Regions from separate parts of the Hordeum vulgare genome. Here region 1 is linked to region 2. A link is a contact called in public Hi-C data. All regions are on one chromosome and are shown on one strand. The core of a region is the stretch at or near the end of the contact, and the rest is flanking DNA. Distances in the headings are between cores, read along the strand shown. Region 1 has its middle 8.3 kb from the start of LOC123409843. Region 2 holds the start of LOC123408976 (tyrosine-sulfated glycopeptide receptor 1-like).

Evidence for each region. Hi-C and Micro-C count contacts between places; a contact is called where the count stands out from the background.
Region 1: a contact with region 2 is called in a Hi-C map of leaf, with 3 times the contacts expected there. The contact joins the enhancer-like site here to the promoter of LOC123408976 in region 2. A contact is called at or near these places in 2 of 6 Hi-C or Micro-C datasets (leaf and seedling).

The regions. Positions count from the first base shown.
Region 1 is chr7H:575,679,600-575,685,698 of MorexV3_pseudomolecules_assembly, forward strand. No RefSeq gene overlaps it. Among protein-coding and RNA genes, the nearest start is that of LOC123409843, 8.3 kb to the right of the region's middle. Within about 2 kb of position 2,047, at least 3 of the 3 cell types and tissues checked have open chromatin away from gene starts, as enhancers often do. A contact at or near this core is called in leaf and seedling, where this site is marked.
Region 2 is chr7H:575,432,441-575,439,423 of MorexV3_pseudomolecules_assembly, forward strand. It overlaps LOC123408976 (tyrosine-sulfated glycopeptide receptor 1-like), which reads left to right and starts at 4,498. Exons shown (of 1, transcript XM_045101990.1): 1 at 4,498-6,983. The coding sequence starts at 5,403.

The sequences.
Region 1 (6,099 bases), core at 797-3,296, 240 kb after region 2:
TCTCCCATGTCCTCGAGAACAAAAGAAACTACTCACAAATCATCATCATGTTCAAGATCAGAGGTGTAATGAATATTATAAAGGATCTGAACTATTACGTTACACCAAATAAACCAACAAACATCAAGTACAAGATGTAATCAACACTACTAGCAACCCACATGTATCAATCTGAGGTTTTGAGATAAAGATTGCATACAAGAGATGAACTACGGTTTGAGATGAGATGGTGCTGGTGAAGATGTTGATGAAGATTGGCCCTCCCACGAAGGAGGAAGCGTTGATGATGACGATGGCTTCGATTTCCCTATCCCGAAGGGAAGTTCCCCTCGCAGAATCTCTTTGCCGGAGAGCAAAAGTGCTCATGTCCAGGTTTCCATCTCGAGACAGCGGTGCTTCGACCCGAAAGTATCCTCCTAATGTTTCTAGGCCAAAACCCTTGATATAGCAAAAGAGGGGCATCGAAAGCCTTTTGTGGGCCTCCCAGGCACCAGAATTCCAATTTCCGGCAAATTCCCTCTTTGTGTCGATCTTGCAAATTAAGAGATAAAAGACATTAGAATTATATCATAAAGTGGAATGATAACAAAAACAATATAAATATCAATAGAATATCATGATGTAAAACGAACATATCACATACATTAATCTCCTTGTTTCTCTCTTGCTATGGCAATCCCCGTTATGGATCTACGCAAGGAAGTCCACATTTTTGTGAGGGAGATGACGTCGAGCTCAATTTGGAGGGGAGCCTACCGAGCCGAGACGAAGAAATCCCTCAACCACGCAAGAGCCTCACCGCCACCCACGCATGAAGCAGAACTTCTCCCGGAAGATTATGGGATTGTCGTGCAAGTTTACTACAATGGTGGTAGCCCAAAATGATTTCCATTTGGCTGGACGGGCCTCGTTTGATAGCATGAACCGACACACTTGTAGACATCTGTTGAGAGAGATGTATTTTTTTGCTAAAAACTCCCTCCGTGAAATTAACCTTCGCAGATAAGCCTCTTCCAATTGTTTTTAATGAAAAACGTATTTGTTAATCGAATTTGTGGACTAATCTGTGCGATTCTTGAGTTCATGGACTAAAATTTTCTTTCAGTTCGAGTTCTTGGATCAGTCTTGAGTCTATGACGACTTTTACAAGTTTTTTGGCACTGCTAGTCTGTTGCTTTCCTTCACAGTCACAAACTATGAATAAACAATGTACGTGTATGTGATTATAAAATGTCATTTTTTCTTAGTTATCTGCTTATATTTTTCTTATCGCTGTTGCGATAATCTTATGCCTTTACTTTTTGCTGGATCTTTTGGCTGCTTCCGACTCATCAATTGTGAGGAAGCCAACAGTACGTAACTTTAGATAGTGGATAGTCAGAGGACTCGGTCATATATACAGGGTTTAATATATTTCAAGAATTAATTAATTATAAATAAAATCAATAATATATGCGATACAATAAGCTGTTTAAAATATAGAGTAGTACTTCCTTCGTCTATAAATACTAATCATAGGAATGAATGTATCTAGATATATTTTCGTTTTAAATACATTTATTTTTATTAATTTGCGCGACAAATAACTTCGGACGGAGGGGGTACCACGTATTCAAAGGCGCTCTCCCTTTCACAGATTCTATTTTTATCGGTTTTAATCCAGGCTCTGGTCCTTAAATTAGCGCGTGATAAAGAGCGTGAAATATTCCGCCGGCGACTTTTGACAGATTCGCTTGCAGCGCCGGGGTCAATTGCAGGGGCAGCTGTTCCACAATTCAACTACCGGAAATGTGTACTGGTGCTTGCAACTTGCAGCCGTATCGAGCGTGGAAGCTGAAAAGTAGCAAGTCGTAGTAGTAGCGTTGTTCTTGGTGAAAAGAGCAGTTGTGACGGGCACTCGATGCTCCCCGGTTATCACGTGCAGAAAACACTAGTAGTAAAAAAGGACTGGTTCTGGGATTTAATTCATTGAGAGAGTAAGCAGCAAATGGGAACTGGAGCGTATGATTGATTAGTGGGGAGTTCCTACACGACGCATCTGGCGTCAAAAGGACCCCAAAACACACAGGCGAGAGCCAACGGGCCGACCCATTGGCGACATTCACGTGTTGCGCTCCTCTGCTTTCGCGTTTTTTGTGTGTATCTACTGTAGCGACTCAGTGACACTGTGGCGGAGACTATAGCACGGGATGTTTTTTTTCCAAAATTATTTCTTGAAGAATGAAAAATGTTTCTAAAATTTTGAACAATTTGAAACGGACATTTTTCTGTAGAACATGATTATTTTTCTGGAAAACGTTATCATTTTTTAAATTGAAAGCGTGAACAATTTTTTGAAGCCATATTTTCGGAAAATTCAGAGGACGTTTCTAAACGCAAATATTTTAAAAAATATCTTTTGAATTTCTGAACAGTTTTTTGACTTATCTAGAATTTTAAGCAAATATTTTAACCGGACAAATTTTTATTTGTTTTTGAAACAAATGGGCATTATTTAAAAAAAAGGGAACTTGTGGAAAAAGAAGAAACAAAAAACAAAATAGATAGATGAAAACCATTAAAGAAACAAGAAGGAAAACGAAAACAAAAAATAGTGGAATAACAGGACCAAAATCTTCTAGAAGGTTCCCAAAATCCAAGGGTGTGTGCTCTAAATAGGGCCGGCCCAAAGAATCGCTAGCAAGGTCCTTCCTATGCGAAGTCGCGTCAATTCAACGCAAATTGCATTAAATAAGATATTCTTGATTAGAGCTCCCTTCCTTCACCTTGTGTGTTTAATTTGGCTTCGGATTGTGAATGCGTCCACCTTGCCATGTTAATTCTGGGAGGCGTTGGCCTGGCAAAATCCCTATTGAACTTGTGCGTCGGACAACTCACAAACGCATGAGAGCTCTTCACCGGCATCTTTTAGAGCCACTGAATGTTCATGGCGCGCACGCGCGAGTCGCCTGGCCCTAGCCCAACAAGCATGCTTGATCACTCACCTCAAAAAACGATACATATAGTTCGGGGCTCGGTGATGGATTAACCGATTAACCTTTCACCACTCTGCATTGACTAGTTAACCATCGAGTAGTTGACTTTCGTAAAACAAATGTGATCAAACTTGTGAGAAAATTTGTCATTGAAAAAAGTCATAGATTTACAAAAAGGTGCACGAAAAAATGAAAAAAGATCATGAACTCGAAGAGGTTCATCTATTTTGAAAAACATTTTGAAATTTAAAAGTTCATCAATTAAAAAAAACAATTTTTGAAAAAAGGTCATGAATTCACGAGGTCGGGATTCCCACTTGGTTATGTGTTTGGTACTAAAACCAGGAGGTGCGCAGTTCCAATAACATTGAGAGCTCTTTGTATAGACTTTAAAACGGAATAAAAAAGAGGTTTATTGGCGGGGGGGGGGGGGGGGGGGGGGGGAGTTACAAAATGAACTATACAGGGTTTGGTATTCCCTATTTGCCGCTCATTCCGTCAAACTGTCGGTACTTCGCAGTTTGCACCGCCGAGCAACCTAACCCGTTTAAGCGTTTCAATGTCCCCGGTTTTCTGAACCTTCTACAGGTTCCTAACCCTTTTTTCCTGGTTTGGGGAAACTTCTAGAAAGTTACAGTATCGTTCTTTTTCTTTGTTCTATTTTTTTCATTTTCCTTTTTTTCCTCAAAATTTTCCATTTTCTTTTTTTTCTTTTGTTTCTATTTCTTTTTTCTTTTCTTTTCTTTCTTTCCTTTCATCTTAGTTTTAATTTTCTTTCTCCTCTTTCTTTTCAATATTTTTATAAATCGTTGTATTTTATTGTTTTGTTGACCAGGATTTTCAAAAAAGTTTGCACTTTTTAAAATATGCGGAGAATTTGAAAAATGTTCCCATTACAAATAGTTCTTTACAAACTTTAAATATAGTTCATGTTTCATCAATTGTTCCTAAAATCTCCATTTTTCATGAGTTCAAATAAAATTCATGTTTCAAAAAAAATTCGCAATTTTCAAAATTCATTCTTTTTTTCTTTGTTTGATATGTTGTTCTTTAAAATGTTCACAACCTTTTAAATTTTTTTTGGAATTTCAAAAAATATTCCTTCTTTCAAAACTAGTTCACAATTACTGAAAATGTTCACGTTTCCCTTTTTACAGGAGAAAGAATGATCGTGTTATTAAATTTTGTTTGTGTTTTTGAAAAAGTGTTTGGAATGTTATTTAAAAATTATTTGGAACTACAATGAACGCTCCCGTTTTGAAAAATTGTTAAAATGTTCATGTTACAATTTTTTGGGTGTTTCAAAAAATGTTCACAAATTTTAAAAAATGTTCATGTTTTATAATTATCTTCGAGAGTTCGAAAACTAGCCTTCGTTTTCTAACAAATATTCTCCTTTTCAAGAAATGTACATAAGTTCAAGAATTGTTCCTGTTTTAAATTTTTCTTCATAAATTAAGAAATCTTCGGACTTTCCTAATTGTTTTCAGAGTTTCAAAATTTGTTCACAGATGCAAAATTCCGTTTTTTCAAAAAATGTTCACTAACTAAAAATGTTCTCGTTTTAAAATTACTCCATACATTCAAAAAATGTTCACATCTTTTAAAAACATGTTTGTGTTTGTAAAAGGTTGTTCGAAATTTAATAAATGTTCCTGTTTTAGAAATTGTTCACGTTTGGCTCTGCGTTGTTTTTGGTGCTTATAATTTTGTTCCGAGCTATAAATGGTTTGGCCCTGCGTTGTTTTTGGTTCTTATAAAGATACGCTGCTCTGTAATCATTCACACTCCAATTCCTAGATCGAAATCAGTAGTTAGCGAGTACTTCTTTCAAAGATCACTCCAATTCCTAGATCACAACAAGTGGTGCATTGTATGCGTGCCACTTGTCATAACCTGGAATTTTCTCTTTTTTCGTAGATTTGTTTTTTAAATCATTTTATCTCCTAAACTGTGCGTCCAAATCTCGAACCGTCTTCATCATTGAATTTCTCGCATCGAGATCTTCAAAACTAGATCCCATATTGATAGGTTTTAAAGAACCTTTTTTTCTTGAAAGAACCATACCAAAAAAACCATGTCCCCGGGGTAGAATAAAACAAAAAACACATTTTTTCGCACTTTTTTCCCTTTCCGAGAGGCACGCTCATGAAGGCAAAATTGTGCCTCTCACGAAAACAAAATCGTGTCTCTCTAAAAAACGCACATTTTTCCTTTCTAAAAGGCACGGTCATGCCTCTCATGAAAGCAAAACCGTGTCTCTCAGAGAAGCAAAATCGTGCCTCTTGCAAAACAAAATCCGAAAGACACGACCGTGCCTCTCGCGGAAGAAAAAACTGTACCTCTCACAATAAAACAGAAACATGTTTTTTTTCGTTTTGGAGAGGCACGGCTGTGCCTCTCACGGAGTCAAAAACATGTCTCTCACGGAAGCAAAATCGTGTCTCTCGTAAAAAAATATTTTTTTATAAAAAAGGTTTGAATTTTTCTTCGTAAAAAAACTAAAAACGGATGGTGAAAAACCGAAACACAAAAAAAAAACAATCTAAAGAGTCGAAAACGCGTGCGAAAATAAAAATAAAAAAACAAAATCATGATGAAACGCTCAGAGTCTGACACGTGACGGCGGCTGAAAACGCGTCAAGTTAGAGCGTGCGGGAGTGCTCTCTGGAAGGCTCCGGAAGAAGGGCTCCCTAATTTGTGACTCTCGCGTCCGATCGTTTCTCCATACAGATCGGTCCGTGCGCCAGTGGGCTGGCCCAGTTGGTCTCCCGTGCGTTTATCCAGCAGTCCGCCGCAATAAGCAACAGATAGGTACTACCTTCGGAAATGCATACTCCCTGCCTTCCGCGCATTTGGACCGTTAAATGTGTGTAGCGCGGCACGGTCTTCGTAAATGTGCACGTAGCAGCGCTTTTAGGCCAGTTTATTGCTTTCATTGTTTTCCTTTTTGTTTTACTTTCAGATCTGTTTTTGCTTTTTATGGAACATTCAAGATTTCAGAAGAGTATTGAATTAAAATAAACGTGCATGAAAATGTAGGAAATATTTAAAATTCTTAAAAAAATGCTCCAGATTTCAAAAAAGTTCATGAAATTTAGAAAATGTTCACTCACTGGTCAAA
Region 2 (6,983 bases), core at 3,248-5,747:
CTGTCATTCTTACCATCAACTTCAACTTTCTTTGACTTTCCTCCCTTTTATGCAAAATAATCATGTCATTTAGCCATCTAGCAATCATGTTAATGGGAACACAAGGGCCGGTAATTTTAGCATTATCAAACACAATGCTATTTCTTATTTTCCAAATGGTCCAGAAGATAACAAAGACTCCCGTAAATATGAGGTGTTTTTCATCAGTTAGGAACTTATTCATTCACGCATTAACCAAAGCATTTGAACTATCATGCACGTCAAGTAAATCAAAATCTCATTTTATAATATTCCACAACATTCTATATAGGGAAAAATCATGAAAAGACGATCAATAGATTCATCCAAACCACAAAAAGGGCAAGCTCTGCTACCAACCCATCCCCTCTTGATTAAATTGTTTTTTGTTAATGTACTGTTTCTAATAACTAATCACATAAAGATCTTAACTCTCGATGGAATCTTAGTTTTACACATAACTATGTAGAAAATTAACACTGGTTTTGTCAAAGTTCACTTGATAGTATCTTTTTGGTAAGTGAGTGGCATAAGAACCCCAATTTAACATGTAATACTATGTGATTTAATGGTACATAAAACATTTTTTCACTTTACTAGATTTTTGAGCTTATAACACTAACATGTCAAATTTTAGTTTTTTACGGATTTTATTTAATGAGTAAAACAAGTCATATAATTTATTAAGATTGTGTTTATAATGACAGGGTCCTCGACCTAGGGTACCAAATGTAAGGGAGCTCGGCCTCAACCTTACCTAGGGCACGCCAGGCCCAAGGAGTATCAGGGAACCATAAAGAGGCGATGGCAATGAGTGTGCTCCCCAAGACATAGGGCGGCAGCTGAATTGACCTGACCTACCTCCTGTGTAAACCCCAGGTCTCTCCTGGCTAGATAAAGGGAGTCCTAGGTCCTCATTAGGGGGTGAATAAGAAACTCAACTCTCGGTAGACATCTCAAACACCATTGTAATCCTATGCACGAGGTACTTCCTCACCATGAATAACAAGACAAAGCAGGATGTAGGGTATTCCGCTTCGGAGGCCCGAACCTGGGTAAATTGTGTGTGGAGACTCCGTCCCAATACTTCTGGTCTCGTTGAACCCTACCGAGGGATCTAATGGAAATCCGTCCCAATACTTTTGTCCTACGGGTTAATTGTGGTATGATGTTATTGATATGAGTTGTGTGTTGATATGGTGATGTCCCGGTATCTTCCGTGAGGGGCACACATGAAGGATTCACGTTGGAGGTTTTGCAATGTGTTCATGATTCGCTTATAGTGGGTGGCTAGAGTGACAGAAGCTTACACCCGAGTAAGGAAGTTGTTTGCGTATGGGAGTAAAGAGGACTTGATGTTTAATGTTATGGTTGGGTTCTACCTTAATGATCTTTAGTAGTTGCGGATGCTTGCTAGAGTTCAAATCATAAGTGCATATGATCCAAGTATGAAAAGTGTGTTAGCGTATGCCTCTCTCACATTGCATATCTTAATTATCTATCATATTATATTCAATTTCCTATGGACAATATTTATCTTGCGTTACAAAAAGCTTTCTAATAAACAACTAACTAATTAATATTTATCTAAAACAGTACCTAACTCTTATTTCTGTGTTCTTTATTATCTTGGAAAACTATCTATTACACCTACTAAGTACTTCTAGTTTCCTTCCCGTAAAATAGTTTCATACTTGTACTAGGTAAAGTAAGTGTATGTGTGCGTAGAGTTGTATCAGTGGTCAATAGAACTTGAGAGAATATTAATTCTACCTTTAGCTCCTCATTGGGTTCTACACTCTTACTTATCAAAAAAGGCTACAAACGATCCCCTACACTTATGGGTTATCAAGACATTTTTCTGGCGCCGTTGCCGGGGAGCAATAGCATAGCGGTTGATATTCTCATGTGTGCTTGTTTGCTTTATCACTAGGTAATCTTATTTTCTGATATAAGTTGTTTTATATATTTAGTTATGGATATGGAACACGAAACACCAAAAAATTAGTTGTACTTGCCACTCATGAAGATGGGAAACTCCTAAAACCCTTGATGTTGGTTATGTGGAAAACATTAAATACTACTTTGATAATCCTGAGAAATCCCCATTGAACTTGATAATGGGACAAACATTAGATCAACGTGTGTACTTTAGGGATTATCGCTTGACTGAAAAATCCAAACATTTATGGGATCAAATTAAAATGTTGCGTTGGTATGCTTGGAATTTATGCTTGAGATGTGATTATACTTGTTGCTCTAAGATGGAGACTTCACACCTTCCCTTTCAATGCGAATTTAATGATAATGAAACCTTGACCTCTTATGCTAATGATGTATATGATTACTACGATATGGGACAAATAGAAGAATTTGGTGCTTTTAAGGTTGCTTGTGAAATTGCTTCTTTGATTGAAAAGTATGATGCTATTCTTTACAAATCTGAAATTTTTGACATACTTAAATATTACTATGAGAACTATGAATACAATGCCTATATTAATGAATTTTTTGAAAGAATGTTTGTTGCCTTGGAAGAGACTAGTATTTTGTAGGAATCTATGAAAGAAGAAATTGTTGAATCTGTGAGCTCATTAGATGAAAAAGATGAGGAGAAAAGCGAAGAACAAAAGGAGGAAGCACGGATTAGCTACCCGTGCCTACCTTCTAATGAGAGTAACTCTTTAACTCATACAATGTTTGATTCTCCTTCCGGCATACCGAAGGATAAATGCTATGATAATTGCTATGATCGCTTGGATTCGGTTTGAAATATCCTTTTTTGATGAACTTGATGCTTGCTATGCTTATGACCATGATACCAATATGAATTATACTTATGAAGATGAACTAGCTATAGTTTCTTATGTTAAGCATGTAATTGTTGCTATTGCACCCACACATGATAATTTCAGTTTTCTTTTTTGAATTCTTCCAACTACACCATATCGGAAAAGTTTGCACTTATTAATGATTATATTAATGGGTTACGTTTACCATTATACATAAACATAAATATCTGCATACAGTTTGCACATAAATTACACTATTTTATACTAGTAATATGCAAACACAAGCATTTGGTAGTGCGTTCTTTAAACAATAATACGATATTTTCCATCCGCTCAAAAAATATATGATTTGCCCGTAAAGTTCATAGAACTTGAATGTACATATTTTATGTTGAAAACTAACCAACCTTTTTTTGCGTTGTAAAAATAGTGTTTTATTCCTAAAATACCAACCAAAAAATTCAGGAATACCATGCAATCTGAAGAATACCAACAAAAAAAAATCAGGAATACCATGCAATCTGAAGAATACCAACCAAAAAATTCAGGAATAGCCCAATCGGGCTCATACTTTGCATTTGTTTTCGTTCTATGTTGGGACATGCCATGGCACTGTTTTACCCCCCACATAGCTCCGTCGCTGTCCATTAATACATATACCAATGCTGGTACATGGGCACCGAAACGGTTGGTTAATTTGTGTGTGTGCATGTGGATATATTGCCTAGAAAGAACTCACATCAGTGATAACCAGGAAAACATCCATTTTATTCATTTGTAATAATCTGACCCATTATATAAAGTAGACCGCGTTTCAAAAAGTTATATATAATCTGGCACCCTAGACAATATATACACATGCACACACACACAAATAGAGAAATGAATAGTTGACGCATAGATAAATAAAGGAAAAGGAGAGTAAATACAAATGGAGAAAAAGACTTAAACGGAATAAGAAAAAAATCTTGCATTGGTTAAATAGCAGAGCCGATATTAGAGCATCTATAACCCGTCCCCTCAAATTGACAAGACATGCAATCCGACCACTAAGCAGATAAAATAGAGAAGGAATAAATCTGCCTAACGCTTCACTTTGTCCTCATGTGCCCAGATTGTCCACAAACTCCTATATTCAACTCATGTGTGGGCCATTGCCCAGGAGTATGGTATGCAACGAGTGCAAATTGAAACTGATGCTCAGCTGCTCGTCAAAGCCGTTTCGTCGACGGATCTGGACTTATCCCCAAATGGTGTGTTGTTTCGTGAGATTAAAGCGCAAGCATTCTTACATTTCAGCAGCTTTTCCTTGTCTTATTGCCCAAGGGCTTGTAATAGAGTAGCACATGTACTTACTAATTTCGGCGCGAAGATGGTCGTGGAACCCCAAGCCGTATGGCCGGGCCGCGTTCCTACCTTCGCCCGGGATTTTGTTGCCAGCGATTTAGCTGCACACGTTTGATTGAATGGCATTGAGATGGTTTCAAAAAAAAAAACTCATGTGTGGGGCAATATAAAAAGTGTGAGTTGACACATAGGATTTGATCCATCGTGAATCATCTTTTCTCTTTCTTTAGTTTTTCGTTTTTCTTCATTACTTTCATCTTCATAAATCACATGCATGTAACTGGACAGATAACATACAAGAAAAAAAGGAAAATAATATATAGTTGGATGCACGAACAAATATATAGAAGCTTAAAACGAACAAATTCGAACACACGGAGGTTCGAGACGCCAGATTTGGGCAGTCTAATTTCAGGTGCTCTTGGAAGAACCGAGAGTCGCCCATGAACACCCCCAGCAGCTCTGAAACGCCAGCGAGCCAAGGAAACGATAAGCATACCAGGAGCTAGCCGACGTCGCACCTCACAGCAATCCTCCAAAACCCCGCAAAGCCCCGACGGCAACGGAAGTACTACACTATAATCATCTGGAACTCCCCTCAAGAAAAAAGAAAAAAAAATCATCATCCGGAACCGGGCGAACACGTCCGTACAGAAAAGCCCCTCCGTCTCGATCAGAACACATCGCGTGATGGCATCACTAACGAACACGACCATTTTTATCGTACCAGCGTCTGATCCGATCACCCGGAGCAACGTGACGACTCTCAGGCCCGGCCCAGATATATATAAATAAACAAAACAAACGGGGAGGCAACATGGATGGGTGTCTTGCGTGCTCGAGAGGGAGGGAGGGATTCCCACTCGAGGCCTCGAGCTCCGGCCAATGAGCCGCCCCTTGGAGGCCCCATCAGCCGCACTTGCCAAAAGTCAGACCTGCCCCATGCCCACAGCAGCAGCAGCTCCACAACATGACATGACTCGCGAAGCACTACCTCCATGGCCATGGCCGTTGACCTCGAGCAGGCCGGATAATAACCTATGCTCCTACGGCGACGGATAAATAAAACGCGCCCCATGCTGCATACCGCGCCGGCCAATGGGACGCTAGCTTCAACCTCCTTCGCGGTCCGTTCCCGCCCCCATCCAAAGAAAAAAGTCCACGCGCCAGACGAACCGGCTACGACGACCTGCGATCGATCGGTTACTCATTCCCCATGTTGCTGGCGGCGGTGGAGGCCTCGCTATGATCATCGGTCACCACCGGCAGCGGGTCGTCATTTCGCCGGGAGCGGTGGTGGCTGCCGTCGTCCTGCCGTTCCTCCTGCTGTTGTTGGCGGGCTCGGCCGCCGGCGCGTGCGGCGAGGGGGAGAGGCAGGCGCTGCTGGCCTTCCTCGACGCGCTCTCGCCGCGGCCCGGGGACGGCATCGCCGCCTCGTGGCGCGGCTCGCGGGACTGCTGCGCTTGGGAGGGCGTGGGATGCGATGTGGGAGGTGGTGGCGGGGTCACCAGCGTGTCCCTCCCCGGCCGCGGGCTCGGCGGGACGATCTCGCCGGCGGTGGCCAGGCTCGCCGCGCTCACGCACCTCAACCTCTCCGGTAACGGCCTCGCCGGGGCCTTCCCCGCGGAGCTGCTCGCCCTGCCCAACGCCTCCGTCGTCGACGTCAGCTACAACCGCCTCTCCGGCGCGCTCCCGGACGTGCCGGCCTCCGTCGGACGCGCCCGCCTCCCGCTGCAGGTGCTGGACGTGTCCAGCAACCATCTGTCCGGGCGGTTCCCTTCCACGGTCTGGCAGCTCACGCCCGGCCTCGTGTCGCTCAATGCCAGCAATAACAGCTTCGCCGGCGCGATCCCGTCGCTCTGCGTCATCTGCCCGGCGCTCGCCGTGCTCGACGTCTCCGTCAACGCGTTCGGCGGGGCCGTCCCCGTCGGATTCGGCAACTGCTCGCGGCTGCGGGTCCTCAGCGCCGGCCGCAACAATCTCACCGGCGAGCTCCCCGACGACCTCTTCGACGTGACGTCGCTGGAGCAGCTGGCGCTCCCGTCCAATAGGATACAGGGGAGGCTTGATCGCCTGCGGATCGCCAGGCTGATCAATCTCGTCAAGCTTGACCTGACCTACAATGCGCTCACCGGCGGGCTGCCGGAGTCCATCGGCGAGCTCACGATGCTGGAGGAGCTCCGGCTCGGGAAGAACAACCTCACCGGCACCATCCCGCCGGTGATCGGCAACTGGACCAGCCTCCGGTACCTGGACCTTCGGTCCAACAGCTTCGTCGGGGACCTCGGGGCCGTTGACTTCTCCCGCCTCACCAATCTCACCGTCTTGGACCTCGCCGCCAACAACCTCACCGGCACCATGCCGCCCAGCGTCTACTCCTGCACGTCGATGACAGCCCTGCGCGTGGCCAACAACGACATCAATGGGCAGGTGGCGCCGGAGATCGGCAACATGAGAGGGCTGCAGTTCCTCTCGTTGACCATCAACAATTTTACTAACATCAGCGGCATGTTCTGGAACCTTCAGGGCTGCAAGGACCTCACCGCGCTGCTCGTCTCCTACAACTTCTACGGCGAGGCCCTGCCGGACGCCGGCTGGGTCGGTGACCACGTCAGCAACGTCCGGCTGATCGTCATGGAGGAGTGCGGTCTCAAGGGCCAGATACCGTTGTGGATGTCCAAGCTGCAGGGCCTCAATGTCCTGAACCTCGCCGGGAACCGCCTCACCGGCCCGATCCCCAGCTGGCTCGGCGCCATGAAGAAGCTCTACTACGTGGACCTGTCGGGCAACCACTTCGCCGGGGAGTTACCGCCGTCGTTGATGGAG